Linked DNA regions of Anser cygnoides: region 2 is linked to region 1. A link is a contact called in public Hi-C data. All regions are on one chromosome and are shown on one strand. Each heading gives the region's core, a stretch centred on a gene start, on an enhancer-like site or on the middle of the called end of the contact. The rest is flanking DNA. Distances are from core to core; before and after follow the strand shown. Region 1 holds the start of YIPF4 (Yip1 domain family member 4). Region 2 overlaps EIF2AK2 (eukaryotic translation initiation factor 2 alpha kinase 2).

What was found. A called contact is a pair of places that touch in the nucleus more often than the background predicts.
Region 2: a contact with region 1 is called in a Hi-C map of liver, with 1.8 times the contacts expected there. The contact joins the enhancer-like site here to the promoter of YIPF4 in region 1. A contact is called at or near these places in 2 of 7 Hi-C or Micro-C datasets (both in liver).

Annotation. Positions count from the first base shown.
Region 1 is chr3:35,329,009-35,335,791 of Taihu_goose_T2T_genome, forward strand. YIPF4 (Yip1 domain family member 4) reads right to left here and starts at 3,585. Exons shown (of 6, transcript XM_048047728.2): 1 at 3,376-3,585; 2 at 1-98. The coding sequence starts at 3,457. LOC106029540 (a long non-coding RNA gene) reads left to right here and starts at 3,631. Exons shown (of 3, transcript XR_001203267.3): 1 at 3,631-3,809; 2 at 6,328-6,470.
Region 2 is chr3:35,679,634-35,686,499 of Taihu_goose_T2T_genome, forward strand. EIF2AK2 (eukaryotic translation initiation factor 2 alpha kinase 2) reads left to right here. Exons shown (of 16, transcript XM_013170695.3): 13 at 2,062-2,187; 14 at 2,768-2,866; 15 at 4,378-4,440; 16 at 4,524-6,077. The coding sequence ends at 4,643. The region is part of intron 8 of GPATCH11 (G-patch domain containing 11); the gene reads right to left. Among named protein-coding and RNA genes, the nearest start is that of GPATCH11, 8.5 kb to the right of the region's middle. Within about 2 kb of position 4,043, at least 2 of the 3 cell types and tissues checked have open chromatin away from gene starts, as enhancers often do. A contact at or near this core is called in liver, where this site is marked.

The sequences.
Region 1 (6,783 bases), core at 2,335-4,834:
CCCTCTCTGTCTCAGGAATGTAGTTGCAGTAGATTCTTTGATGAATTCTCCTCCAAGATTTAGCTTAACATCTGGAGTTGCTATGGACCCACTAAGATCTTAGAGAAAAAGGGAAAGAAAAGATAAATATCTTTATCTTGCTAAGAATCTGATTTCAAAAGCACTGGAAGATAAACAGATGTACGAAGCTAGATGTGCTGGTCATCACCATGAAATATTTAAAGTTATACATTAACGTAACTTGAAAGGGTACTTCTGGTTTTGTGAGGGGTAACAATGCTGGTTTAGATGACAAAATTCTAGCGTGGAGCACTTGTTTTGGTGACACAGCGTAACGGTATGGCAACACCTTTCAATCTGTGCTTTATCATTAAGCATTTAGAAGCATAAAAAGGAGTTAACTATGAAAGTCTCATCGTGCTGAGAGTTGTGGATTTACCATTTTTTCCTGACCACACTGTCTCAGAGCCCATTCCTGCACACTGGCATTGTTTCACTCAAATTCTCTCCTTACATCCAGCTTCTCACAGAAAGAGAATATTTCCAGGTATTTTGATTTGTTGCCTGCTTTTAGCACAGGTTAAAAAATTGTAGAAAAAAGAATACTATCAGAGATCCCCACGGTCCGTTCAATAAGGAGAGATACAAGAACGCTCTTTAATACGCTATGATCTTGCTCTATCACAGCACTACCCACCCCCCACTCCCCCCAATTTATACATGTTCTGTGTCAAAGTTTTATTTGCATTGTATTTGGTTATCTACAGATGAAGAACACAAAACAGTTAATGAAAACATATACTGAAGAAATATACTACTGAGGAAATAAAATAGGACGGAATGAAAAGAGTTTAAGTATTCCATTAAGAATTCATAACCTTCCTTTTTTTTTGGCTTAAAAACACAACACACAACAAACAAGCAAGCCAATTATTTGTACAAACCTTGTTACAAATAAACTGAGAAGCAAAGACTCCCTTCTCACCCAAAATGTTTTGCCTCACTGAAGAAAATCTTCTTTTGCCTTATCATTGTGTGTTTTTACACACAAACACACAAAATCCTATGTACAAATTTCCCCAAACACCTACCTACAGCAGTTACTTCTGAAATATTCCTGCAACATGCTCAGAGAACTCAGGCTGCATTTGTGGATTATGTTTGAGACATCATCTACCTAAATGCAGCATAACTTTATAAAATCTACATTCTAACAGTGACAGGATGTCCTACAGTGTTGAGCAAGCATGTCTGAAGCGTTTACTCCACACTCAGCACCACAATTAAATTAACAGAACTCTGTCCCAAATCAGCTTGCTAGGCCATGCCAGCTTAAATTTAAGCTTCCCCATTAGTGCTTCTCAGCCATTTCATAATCGTGACAGTTAATGGTCTGTTGCTTTGATTCCAGGAACACCATCTGCACGGGATCCTCATGAAGATCACAGTAATTTAAAGAAGGAATTTCTCTTCACTCCTTACACATCGGCACACACACATTGATCCCACCAGATGCAAACAAAGCCTTCTGCTGTTGCCTGGGAGAAGAAATGTATTCTTAATGCCTGAACGTCGAGGTAGGGAGAGCCTCACAAGTTTTCAATTATCAGTGGGACCCTTCTGTCATTCTAAAAAATACCTGTCTGTGCTACAGGGCAACTCTGCTTCGCAAGGAGGTGTTCTCGTGATTCTTTGTGCGCAGCTGTGGCTGCCAAAACACGCAGCCAGAACAGCCCAGTCAGCCTTCTCTTTCTGTCTTCTCAGTGATGACTGACAACCCATCGCAACACCGGAAAACTTCTACACAAGTCTTCTTTACCAAGGCTCCCATTAGCACTCAGTGATTAGTGAATACCTACAACCACCTTTTACATCGTGAAACCTATTAATGTGATCTTAAGTCTATGTTGCAAGATGACATCTCAGGTGGGACAAAGCAGTGCAAGAGGTTAAAAACAAACAAAAACCAGCCTGTTCTTTAACCCATACATGTCCACTTAATCTCTGCCACTCTTTCCCACAAACAGCTACCTCTTATGGAAATAATACAAAAAAAGTTTCATTCTTTGTATAGGTCAAGACCTGGGAAATAACAAGAAACTAAAATGCAATGTAGGGTATTTTTATTTCGAAATATCAAGCTGTTTAGTTTTCCTTACGTCTGTTCGTTAGGATAGGCCTATGTGGCACTTTCCAGAGAGGACTACACCGAACAGGCATGAGATTACACCTTACTTGTGCTCAAAAAAAGTACAAAGCTGAGTCCAATGCAACACGTCATACTGGGCAGGTGTTTTTAACACACTGGCTCTGACAGACTACTAACATGGGGCTCAGCAAATGCTTCTGGGGGAAAACCAAGGGGTCTCCCAAAATCCAGATCCTGGATCCCTTTTCAGGTCAAGGCAAAAAAGGGAAAAAAAGAAATCAAAGAAAAGCAACGTGGGTTGTACCTACTGATTAGTACACCTTGTCAGAGCAATTGCTAAGTTCACCAAAGCTCAGAGTTCAGCATTCTGTGGTAGTTTTTCTCTTCAATTCTTGTTTTCTAGTATAGGGCACCAGAGCCAGGATTTGCACAACTCCTAACCTCTCCTACAATTGTAACTAAACATACAAAGTCGACAGCTTGTTGTTTAAGCGGCCAGAGCCCAAAGGGTCACCCTCTGCCAAAAGAAGGCGGCACAGCACTGCCTGTTGCGCGTTTGTTTTTGCGGTGCTGAGACAGAAAGTCGCCACGGCATGCCAGCACGGCGCTGCTCGGTGGGAAAGGGCAGGCCGCGGGGCACACTTCACCCCCTGAAATACACACGGGGGAAGGGAAGGGGGAAGGGAAGGGAAGGGAAGGGAAGGGAAGGGAAGGGAAGGGAAGGGAAGGGAAGGGAAGGGAAGGGAAGGGAAGGGAAGGGAAGGGAAGGGAAGGGAAGGGAAGGGAAGGGAAGGGAAGGGAAGGGAAGGGAAGGGAAGGGAAGGGAAGGGAAGGGAAGGGAAGGGAAGGGAAGGGAAGGGAAGGGAAGGGAAGGGAAGGGAAGGGGGAAGGGAAGGGAAGGGAAGGGAAGGGAAGGGAAGGGAAGGGAAGGGAAGGGAAGGGAAGGGGGAAGGGAAGGGAAGGGAAGGGAAGGGAAGGGAAGGGAAGGGAAGGGAAGGGAAGGGAAGGGAAGGGAAGGGAAGGGAAGGGAAGGGAAGGGAAGGGAAGGGAAGGGAAGGGAAGGGAAGGGAAGGGAAGGGAAGGGAAGGGAAGGGAAGGGAAGGGAAGGGAAGGGAAGGGAAGGGAAGGGAAGGGAAGGGAAGGGAAGGGAAGGGAAGGGAAGGGAAGGGAAGGGAAGGGAAGGGAAGGGAAGGGAAGGGAAGGGAAGGGAAGGGCCCCGCGCTCACCTTCGGCATCGGCGGAGGAGACGAACGTGAAGTCCCCGTTGCTGGGCGCGTAGAGCGGCGGCTGTGGCCCCGGGGGCTGCATCTCCCCGCCCTCCGCGGGGGCTGCGGGCCGGTGCGGGCGGCGGGGCCTGGCCTGGGGCCTGCCCGGGGGCTGCCGCGGCGCTGAGCGGCGCCCGACGGCCACGGCGCAGCCGCCTCACGGGCCGACACCCAGCAGCCCCGCGCCGCGATTGGCCGCCAGCGGGCCCCCTCCGCCCGACCCCGCTATAAAGCTTCCGCCGATTGGGCGAGCCGGAGGGCGGGCGGGGCAGGAGGCCCCTCTCACCGCACCGCCCCCCAGGGTTGCGTCAGCAGGCGGCCAGCGGGCAACCGGCGGCGGGCGGGGCCCGGCCTGCAGGGGGCGGTGGGAGCCCTGCGGCCCCTCCGCTACTGAAGTACGGCTTTAGTTGGGAGTTCAAGTGTCGAAAAATGTCCTGGCAAATCATAAACACTTCAAGAGTAACGCTGGAGGTTTCCTCCAGACGTAAATCTGGAGGTTTTTTAACTCTGGATTTTTTTTTTTTTGAAGAAAGCCGTCATCCCGAATGCTTGCTTCCCACCTCCAAGAGCTCCAAGATCATCTGGTCCAACCATCCCCCTACCACAATGTCACCCACTAAACCATGTCCCCAAGCTCCACGTCCAACCTTTCCTTGAACACCCCCAGGGACGGTGACTCCACCACCTCTCTGGGCAACCCGTCCCAATGCCCGACTGCTCTTTCTGAGAAGAAATGTCTCCTCATTTACAACCTGAACCTCCTCTGGCACAACTTGAGGCCACTCCCTCTAGTCCTATCACTAGTTACCTGTGAGAAGACGCCCATTTCTTCAGCTTTGCTCCCTCTCACTATCCACATGCAGCTGCCATGGTGTTCATTTTCCACCATCCCACGCCCGCATGCATCAGTGGTGTCTTTGGACAGCCATCGACCACAACAGGGCTCCCCAGGGGTCCATCAGTCTGATAGTTCCTTTGCCAGGCCTTGTTAGCAGTAGCTGCGATAACTTGCAGAGCATCACCAAATCCTCCATTCATAGTCTGTTTCATGAGAGTGCTGTAATGCACTGTTTTTGAATGTAGTACTAAAGAAGTTTTAAAATAGTTAGATTGAGATGCTGTTGCTAGTCCCTGTTATAATAAGGGAACAGGCATGATGGCTCTCTATGTGGTCTATACTTTGAAGAATCAGGAACAAAGATCTCACTTTTTAAGGCTTAAGATTTTACAGGAACTGTTCAGCTGGAAGGGACCTACAGAGATCATCTAGTCCAACTGCCTGACCACTTCAGGGCTAGCCAAAAGTTTAACTATGTCATTGAGGGCATTGTCCAAATGCCTCTTAAATACTGATAGGCATGGGGCATCAACCACCTTGCTAGGAAGCCTGTTCCAGTGTTTGACCACCCTCATTGTAAAGAAATTTTGTAAATATTGATATATTTGGAACCGAAAAAGTTAAAAGAAGATAACTGCTCTAGAGAAGTGGTTTGATTTGCAAAAGGAACATACTTTCCCATACATATCCCATTACAGAAAATCACTGTGAGTTCCATCTCAAGTAATTTTGAACAAGTAAAAGCTTATCTGGTTTTTACAGAAAGAGCATGACCGGAAACTTCTTTTTTTTTTCCCATATCCAAAGATAATTGAAGTTTGGGTTTATATGAAATATAATTTGTGTTCGGGTTCTCTTTGGACATATTACAATGATTATCAGTTTCCTTGCAGCAATAGGAAAAAAAAAAATCACATATAAAATGTATGGAACCTATTTTTAATTGAAAACCTTTAACTGAAACCTTAATAATACAAAATGGCCCTACAGCTTTTTGTGCATTTTGATTCCCCTTTTAAATAGTTGAGCGATCAAGACATCTGGCAAGAGTAACTCATTGTCTTGATTATGTGGAACTTGTTTGTTACAAGACCTTTGTAATAGGCTTCCTTTCAATTTCTGATGTGTCTCCCTCTTTATAGCTACACTTATATTTACCTACACAATTGTGCTTGTGCTGTTCCCTGCTGTTGCTGGGATATCTCTGATGCTTCTGGAAACTGTGCCCTTCACAGCATGCCAGACACATCTGTCAGTGGACAAATTTAGGCTCCTTTGTTTTTATGTTATCGACTAACATAAAGCCACGACAACAAAGAGTACCATGTCAAAGAGGGGTTTGTGCTTAAGGCAAAACTTTAATTTGCTTCATTGTAACTCTTACTTGTTGTTGATGTGTCTCAAAACCTTTAAGGGGTTTTGTACCTGTCTCCTAATAAGAGCAGTAATGTTGCACTACTAGAACAAGACTTAAGGGGTGTGTGGGACAAAAGTAACGTACCTCTTGCTAAACATAAGGAGTAGCTATCAGGGCACTGCAAGGGATGGCAGAGGGGGAGAAAAAGATGAAGTCTCAAACTAGATCAGTGTTGAAGACACTTGGAACAATGATAATTAATGACAGAATATTGCGTGACGAGATGAGTCACACCACAATCTCACATTTTATTAGAAGATACACCAAATAGGAGTGACAAATCAGACTGCATAAGTGACTACTTCTTTCTCTCCTATTTTCACCGTGTCACGCAGCAGGCTCAATGCTGTGCGTGTGCTGTATGATTTTCTGTGCACAACTGAAATATGTGCGGGCTGGTGTGATGTAGAAGACAATTTTGTAACCTCGCTCAGGATGCCTGATGAAGAAGAGATCTTGTCTGATATTTGGAAATACTTTCCATATTTTCTCATTGTCTGTGAGCCTGGCTATGATCTCTCTCTATATTAACTAGGGCACATAAGTAGTTCTATTTAGCTGGTTTTGATAGTCTATTTATAAAGACATTTGCTGTCATTTACTATCTTCGTTTCAGACATGGCATTGATAATACAAGAAGAATTCTTTTTTTTCCCAGGACCTTTTTAGCCAGCTAAGATCCAGCCGCAGTTCCACACAGAGGACACACTAGCGGAGGCAGCGGTAAGCCGTTCTGCCCCTGCTTAACAAAAGTCAGGACCGCGGGCAGGTTTTCGAGCCACACAGTACTCCTCCCTCCTGGTATGTAAGGGAGAAGACAGAGAAACCCCCTCGATCCGAGCTGCTTTTACTCAGCGTTTGCCCAAACGCGCAGCTTTCGGCCTCCCCCGGCCCGGCGGCCAGCGGGGGGCGCGCCCGTCCCGCTTTTGTCAGGGAGACCCGGCCCGAGCGTTGAGGAAAAAAAAAAAAAACAGAAATCAGGATTTTTAGGTACGTGGCTGCGCCCGGATGCTGCGGCTAGGTTTCGGACCTTTTCAGGCCTTTTCCCGTACCATGAGGGCCCAGACTGCGTGGAAAAACTCGGAGCCATCTCAAATGGCTGCCACTTGCCCGC
Region 2 (6,866 bases), core at 2,793-5,292, 350 kb after region 1:
CATTAGTTAAAAAACAAAACAAACACCCTCCCTCCCCAAAAAAACAAACAAAAAAACAACAACTACACCATCACAACCAACTCCCCCCAAAAACACAAAAATACCCACCACCAAAAAAAGGCCAAAGCAATCAGCAGTCGTCAATTAACAGGCATTTTCAGTGTGTTATGTGCTACTGGGTCACAAGACAGCCTATTGGGAAAAGGAATACTGATCTTCCTTGGTAATAAATAAAAATTAAATAAAATAAAAGAAAGAAGGCAAAAGGTTGAGTCTAGGAAGTTTGCTCTTATTATATTGCGAATGGACAGTTTATCCTAGAATCTATTGCATTTGGTAATGATTCTAGTTGTTCTTGTATCATGTATGCATACAAATATTTGCGTGCTACTTTTTTGAATAGAATTTTAGAGTCTCCACAAGTGCACGACCATACAATTTTATATTGAGATAAAATATTTTTAAAGGACAAAGTTACAAGCCTTCAGTGTTTGTATGCCAGTTACAACGTTGCTTATAGTTTTAAAACTTACTTTGTGAACAAGTCATTAGTGCGGTGGCTTTCCTAAAATCTAAGGATGGCTGTAGTGGGGTCACGCTAAATGTTGATTGAGGATGTTGTCCTCCTCATATAGTGGTTATGCCCAAATACCTAGAGAGTATTAGAGCTGAGAGATGATACAGTGATGCTGACCTTGATGCATATTCCCCTTCTCTCAAGACCTCCAGTAACCCGAATTTTATAGACTTTTTGAGCCAGAGGTTGGAATCTTCTGTAGTTTTTATTCAGTGTGGTTCCAGATCGTGTTCGCTGCCTGCTCTTAGAAACTAGTCTATGGGCAGACACATTCGTGTCTCTTAGAGCTCTTCTGTGAGGCTTATTGCTACACTACAAGACCAAACCACAAATACACATTCCTTTGTTTACCGTAGGTATCTGGGAAAAAGTGGCATGATAAATGCTTTCTCTCCCTACATGTTAATTCTTACCTCTTCCCATGCTTCAGGCTTTGTATTTTCTTGCTCCTCAGTCCCACTTTCTATTCTCAGCTCAATCTCCTACTTTTCCGTGTTCCTATGAATCTGCTGCCCCAGTCTCTCATCCGTGGAAACTAGCTGTAATCTTCTTCCAAGTCCTACTGCTAACTTGTCTGCCTGCATTTTAATTTAGGAACTTCTTTATCCCCACTTTGATCTGTGTTAGGCGCTTGGCCACTTGAGATCTCCGTGTCACAGAACCACAGCTGCAGGACAGGTTCAAGCTCTCTTCATCCTGAGATGAATGTCTGTTTGTACTTGGCATGAGTGGAGTCTTCAAATAGGGCACTACTGTTATTAAATGTGTGTGGACTTGGTTGTTCTCGAACAGAAGAACTGTGCTGGGCTTTCTTGACACAAAGATCGCTTCCCGTGAAACCTTAAGTCTCTCCTGGCCTTATAGTCCACTGGATCTTCTTTGAGTTAGACACGATGAGGCTGTTTGTTTTTAACAGCATTCAGAAATGTATTCTTTGGAACGATAGACGGCTTGGAAAGCTTCATCCAAACATACACAATTTTATTTTAGTTGCTGATGACTTTGTCAAATTTAAAAATGCTAAGTTCAATGAAAACTGTGAGATGCCTGTAGCGAGCCCCAGCTCTGCAGTCAACTTCGTTACAGATACTCCTACTGTGACTAGAAGAAACTATACTTTGAGTGGAATTCCATGTAAGCCTAAATGCTTTGCACAAGTTCATCAAATTCCAAGACTAGGATTGAAGACTAAAAAGCATTTTTGGATATTAAATGTTATATACACAGTGTATTTGAAGAATATTAAAGCATGATATAGTCGTAATGACTAGTTAAAATGAGGTTAGTTATTGAGGTGTGTGCTATTTCAAAGTGAAGTTAATTGAACTTTCTTCTGTTTCCCACCCCCAATCTGTTTCTTAATAATTTCTGTGAACAATTACCAAATTTTAAGGGGAGCACTTCTGTGGCTGATTATACTTGATGATAAACCTTGGTCATACAGTAATTTACTAATTTATTTTTTTTTATATATATGTATATAGCCTCAGAATATATTCATATCGCGTGACGATAAAATAAAAATAGGTGACTTTGGTCTTGTGACTTCTGTGGCATATGAAACTCTTACTGAGAACCGAGGAACAAAATCATACATGGCACCAGAGCAGGTAATTGTCTTGCTATGTTACTGTCTCTGTTTGCATTTGCATTATTTGCATGCATTTCACAGTATAAACTCAGTATTGGTTGTGTTTGACCCTAATCGCGGTATTAAACCAAGTTGCTTAATGTTCCCTGATATGACTGTATATGAGGATAACCTTATTCTGAAGAAAGCAGTTTGTAAGTGTGGTGGTTTTATTTAATTGTCCTAACCTACAAGGTCTGACACTGGTGTAAGAAATGCTCTTCTGTAACTGTTTGCCAGCCATGTATTTGAGTTTGAATTTAGGACCTCTGTTAACTGTGGCATTTGAGTCCCTCTGTTTCATTACTTGTAACAAAGAGACATTGGCATGCCTTATCTATATAGTTTTGTAGAAGTCGTAATTTCAGTGTTTTTAATGTGACATCACAGCCACTATTTAACAAGATCATAGCAGAAAGGGTTAAAAATTAATATGAAGATCCAGTAATGCCTGTCCTGGAGTTTTCAGGTGACAATTTCTACTGATTTCAAATTTTGCCTTAAGAAGTCATGTCCAGTTGTATTTGACACCTACATTGTTTTTGTTGTGATTTTTGTAGTTCTTTGACAAATATGGAAAGGAAGTAGATATTTATGCACTGGGATTAATTTGGTTTGAAATTCTTTCGGCATTGGCCAGTCGTCATGAGAAAAATATGGTATGTAATCTTTAAATAAAAATTAAAACACCCTCTCATATTATATCATGTATCATTATTTTGCCTTACTGCAGGCATCTTAGGCTGATTCCATGCCAGAAGGAATCTGTACATCTAGAGTACTGTCTGTATTCATATTTTCCCCTTGGTTCATGTCTGTAAAGCTCATAAGTCCTTCACGCTTCAGTTAAAATGTAGAAACTGAAGAAACATCACTGGGTTTATTTTACTGATGTTCTACTGATATACAGATTAAAGCCTTACTAAGCTTAGATATGTACATGCCTCTATAGGGAAAATAATCAAAAATCTAAAAAATATCTACCAAAAAGATATCTGATCTTTTTATTTGATCGATCAGAGTATTGGAAAGGAATATTTTTCTAATTTTAGAAAATAAGAATTGGGAGAGTTTAGTGTCTGCCATGCTCTTCTTCACTACAGCATGGAACAAGAATAAAGTTTCCAAAAAGTTGAAACCTTTGTAGTTTTTCAAAATGAAAATGAAAGTGATTTGGAATATATAGCTTTATTTTAATTGAAAAAATGTTACTTCAAAAAGATACCAGTGTTACTTAAACTTTGCTTTAAAAGGTACCTTTTAATGTGTCTTTTGTCTTTTTCTTTGCACAGCAGTAGTATAACAGCTTTTATGCTCAAACCTATATAGTCGTAGGACAGGGATGTAGATGATGAGTATTGTTTCTGAAGTCATTATTTTGTAAGATCTATGTATATGGTTGGACCCAGAATCTCTAGAACACTGTTAGCTTGGCTCTTTGCCAGTATGAGCAAACCATATCAAAGTGTGTTTGACCCACAGATTTGACTTGGCTCCAATTATCTACCTTGTAGCATTTCTAAAGACTAAAGGACTTTCCCCCACTCACAGCCAACTGTGCAAACAGACCCGCAGTCCCACGGTGTTCAAAGTTTAAAAGGCAAAACCAATTGAAAATCATCATGGGGAAAAAAACAGTTGTTACTCAAAAGCAGTTTCTGAAAGCATATATTTAGAAATCCTCACTGTTAGTTGCTTTGAACTCCACCTAGCATTTTCTGCAGTGACATAGAAATAATTTTGTAGCACTGAACAAGGTAAAAGGGAAGCACACCTGCTTGGCTCAGAAATAACATCCACATGTTGTCAGAACAAGAAATTAAGCCTTTTCACACTGTGTGTTGTTTGCTTTTTTAATTATTATTATTTGAGGACAGAAGGATAATGGTTATTAAGTAGAGAGGTTTGCCGAAACAACCACATCATTGTATTTTGTGAAGCTTTTAAGCTTAAAAAAGGGACAACAGTTTACAAAAAAGACCATAAAAACAAAACAAAGTTCAACTAAATGAGAATTTTTCAAACTTCTATAGTTTCTTTTTGCAGCCTTACCTTTTTTGTAGATTTTTATTCTCCTAATTACTTCTGTAAATTATATGGGTTGTGAAATGAGATGCAAAATATAATGAATAAAAGCATACTGAAACTGTTTATCTCATATGAATTTCAGGTATGGCGTGATGTAAAAGAAAGTAAATTTCCAGAGGACTTCACTGAGCGATTTAAAACACAGGTATAGTATTAGAATACATTATTTCAGTTAGTTTCTTTATCTACTCATTAAAAAAATAACTCAATTTTAATTTATTTTTGCAGGTACCCATAATCAGAAGGATGCTTTCAAAGGACGCCTCAAAAAGGCCCCGTGCATCTGAAATACTTGAGCTTTTGAAGAGTGTTGATAAAGACAACTCCCATAAAGCTCATACGCAGTAAACGCCATTTTAAAAGTCTTCCAGATGATGCTTAAATCCAGTTTGATTCAAACTTATGAAATTCCATAAATATATCAGAAGCAAGAGTAAGACTTAGGACATGTCTTTTCCATGGTGTTTAGCCTTCCTGCCACTGAGGAGCTTGCTGGCCAAAATGGTCGCATCACCGTTCACTCCCACTGGCTGCAGATCAGAACAGCAAACATCTGCAAACAATTGCTTGCAATTTTTACGTGGAAACACAGGTTAGGTATGAGCTGAACTATATTATACAATAAGCACAGGAACCTAGTCCTTGTCTCCCATAAGACTGTGTTGATGTGATAACTGGCCTGTGGCAACTCCCTACGTGTGTGCTCTTAACACATGCTCAATTCGTTATCAGTTGAAGTGGATGAAGCGCTGTCTTGTGGCACATGAATCAAACCTTTCTGTTTTTTCATAGTGATCTTTATATTAATTACTAGACTCCTCCTGTGCCCTTTAGACCAGAGGAGGTAATGTGCTGAATTGGAAAGATCGATTTTGGTAGGAAGAATACTAGAAAGCAGCAGGGTTTATTCCTTACTGAATTTCAGGTCTTTAAAATGAATTTTCTTCTCACTATATCCACAGATACACCTAGCACCTTTAGTGTGCTAAAATTTAAATACTCTTTTAAAGTGGGTTTTCCTTGAGAATGTAAACGTTTTAAGTGTTAAGCATCTAGCTTCTAGGAAATCTAGCTGAAAGAGATTTATCCTAAACTTTTGAAACCCTCAGCATTTTTTTTGTTTTCTGAAGCAAAGTTGGGGTACTCTTAAGTCTCCAGAGTTTTCTCAGTAGTAACCATTTTAAATACTTTGTCAAAAGCACTTTAAACATCCTCTCACCCACACTGCTGGGTTTTAATCGCTTATTGTAGTACTGAGGCATGTGTAACTGGTAACAGGTGTCTTGAACACCTCTGGTGGACTTACCATCAGCTCTGCAAAAGGTAACAGCAGATTGCCTGTTACTGTTTGGTTACATACTTCAAAGATTACAGCTGTGATAGAATAGGAAGAATTGTGCAGGGGAGAAAAGATGGGCAAATTAGTCCTTCCGATTCTCATCTTTGATTTGTTTGAAAAGATACAGCTCACTCCTGTGGAACTCCATAAAGGCATATGCACAGAGATTCTAAGCAGGAAAATAAGTATGACGTGATGATGTGTAGTAAAGATAAAGTATAATAGGATTTTTCTAAAATGTTAAACAGGTTAAAGGTGGGTGTTTTGTTAAAAAGAATAATATAAAAGAATACATAGTCATTTTTATACTCTTATGGAAATCTATTGCTGATCCCCTGTAAGTGGTGCTAAATAACGGTCTGATTTTATGTCCAAGAACTGATTTTTTTTTTCCCTTATAATGAATGTTATTGTTCATAAATAAAGCATTCAATTGTTTTGGACTAATGCATATTTTTTTGCAGTACTCAAGGTCTAGGAGAAATTATATCCTAACAGACAAGAATACCACTAGTTCCACTTCCCTTTCACCCATAAACTTACCCTTACAATATGAAAATTAACATGTGACAAGTTTCAGCTGAAACCTTTGCAGTTCTTGCACGGAGCACTTGTACCACCACTACTCACCATTACTGTGCGCTGACCTTATTGCAACTTTTCGGTACTTACAGGGGGCTTATAAAAAAGCTGGAGAGCAACTTTTTTTCCTCAATCAGATAAAAAAGGAAAAAGGGGAATGGTTTTAAACTAAAAGGGGGGAGATTTAGATTAGAGGTTTAGGAGGAAATTGTTCACTCAGAGGGTGGTGAGGCACTGGCACAGGCTGCCCAGAGAGGTTGTGGATGCCCCATCCCTGGAGGTGTTCAAGGCCAGGTTCAATGGGGCCCTGGGCAACCTGATCTAGTGGGTGGCATCCCTGCCCATGGCATGGGGGTTGGAACAAGACCTTTAAGGTGCCTTCCAACCTGAGCCCTTTGATGATTCCTTTCTTACTGTTAGGTATTATTTAGCTTGTCACAGCAATTTTTGATATATTTTTATTTTTTTGCAGTACTTGTATACTTTAATAGTAACTTTCTGTTAGAGGACGTTTACAGGAGCAGTTGTCATTCCCTAAGGATAAAAAGTCTACTAAGATTACTTATAAATATATCTTTAAAATGAATATGTCCCATGATCTGGTGAATATGCACCTTTTACATATATTAAATAATGCCACTGTAACATTT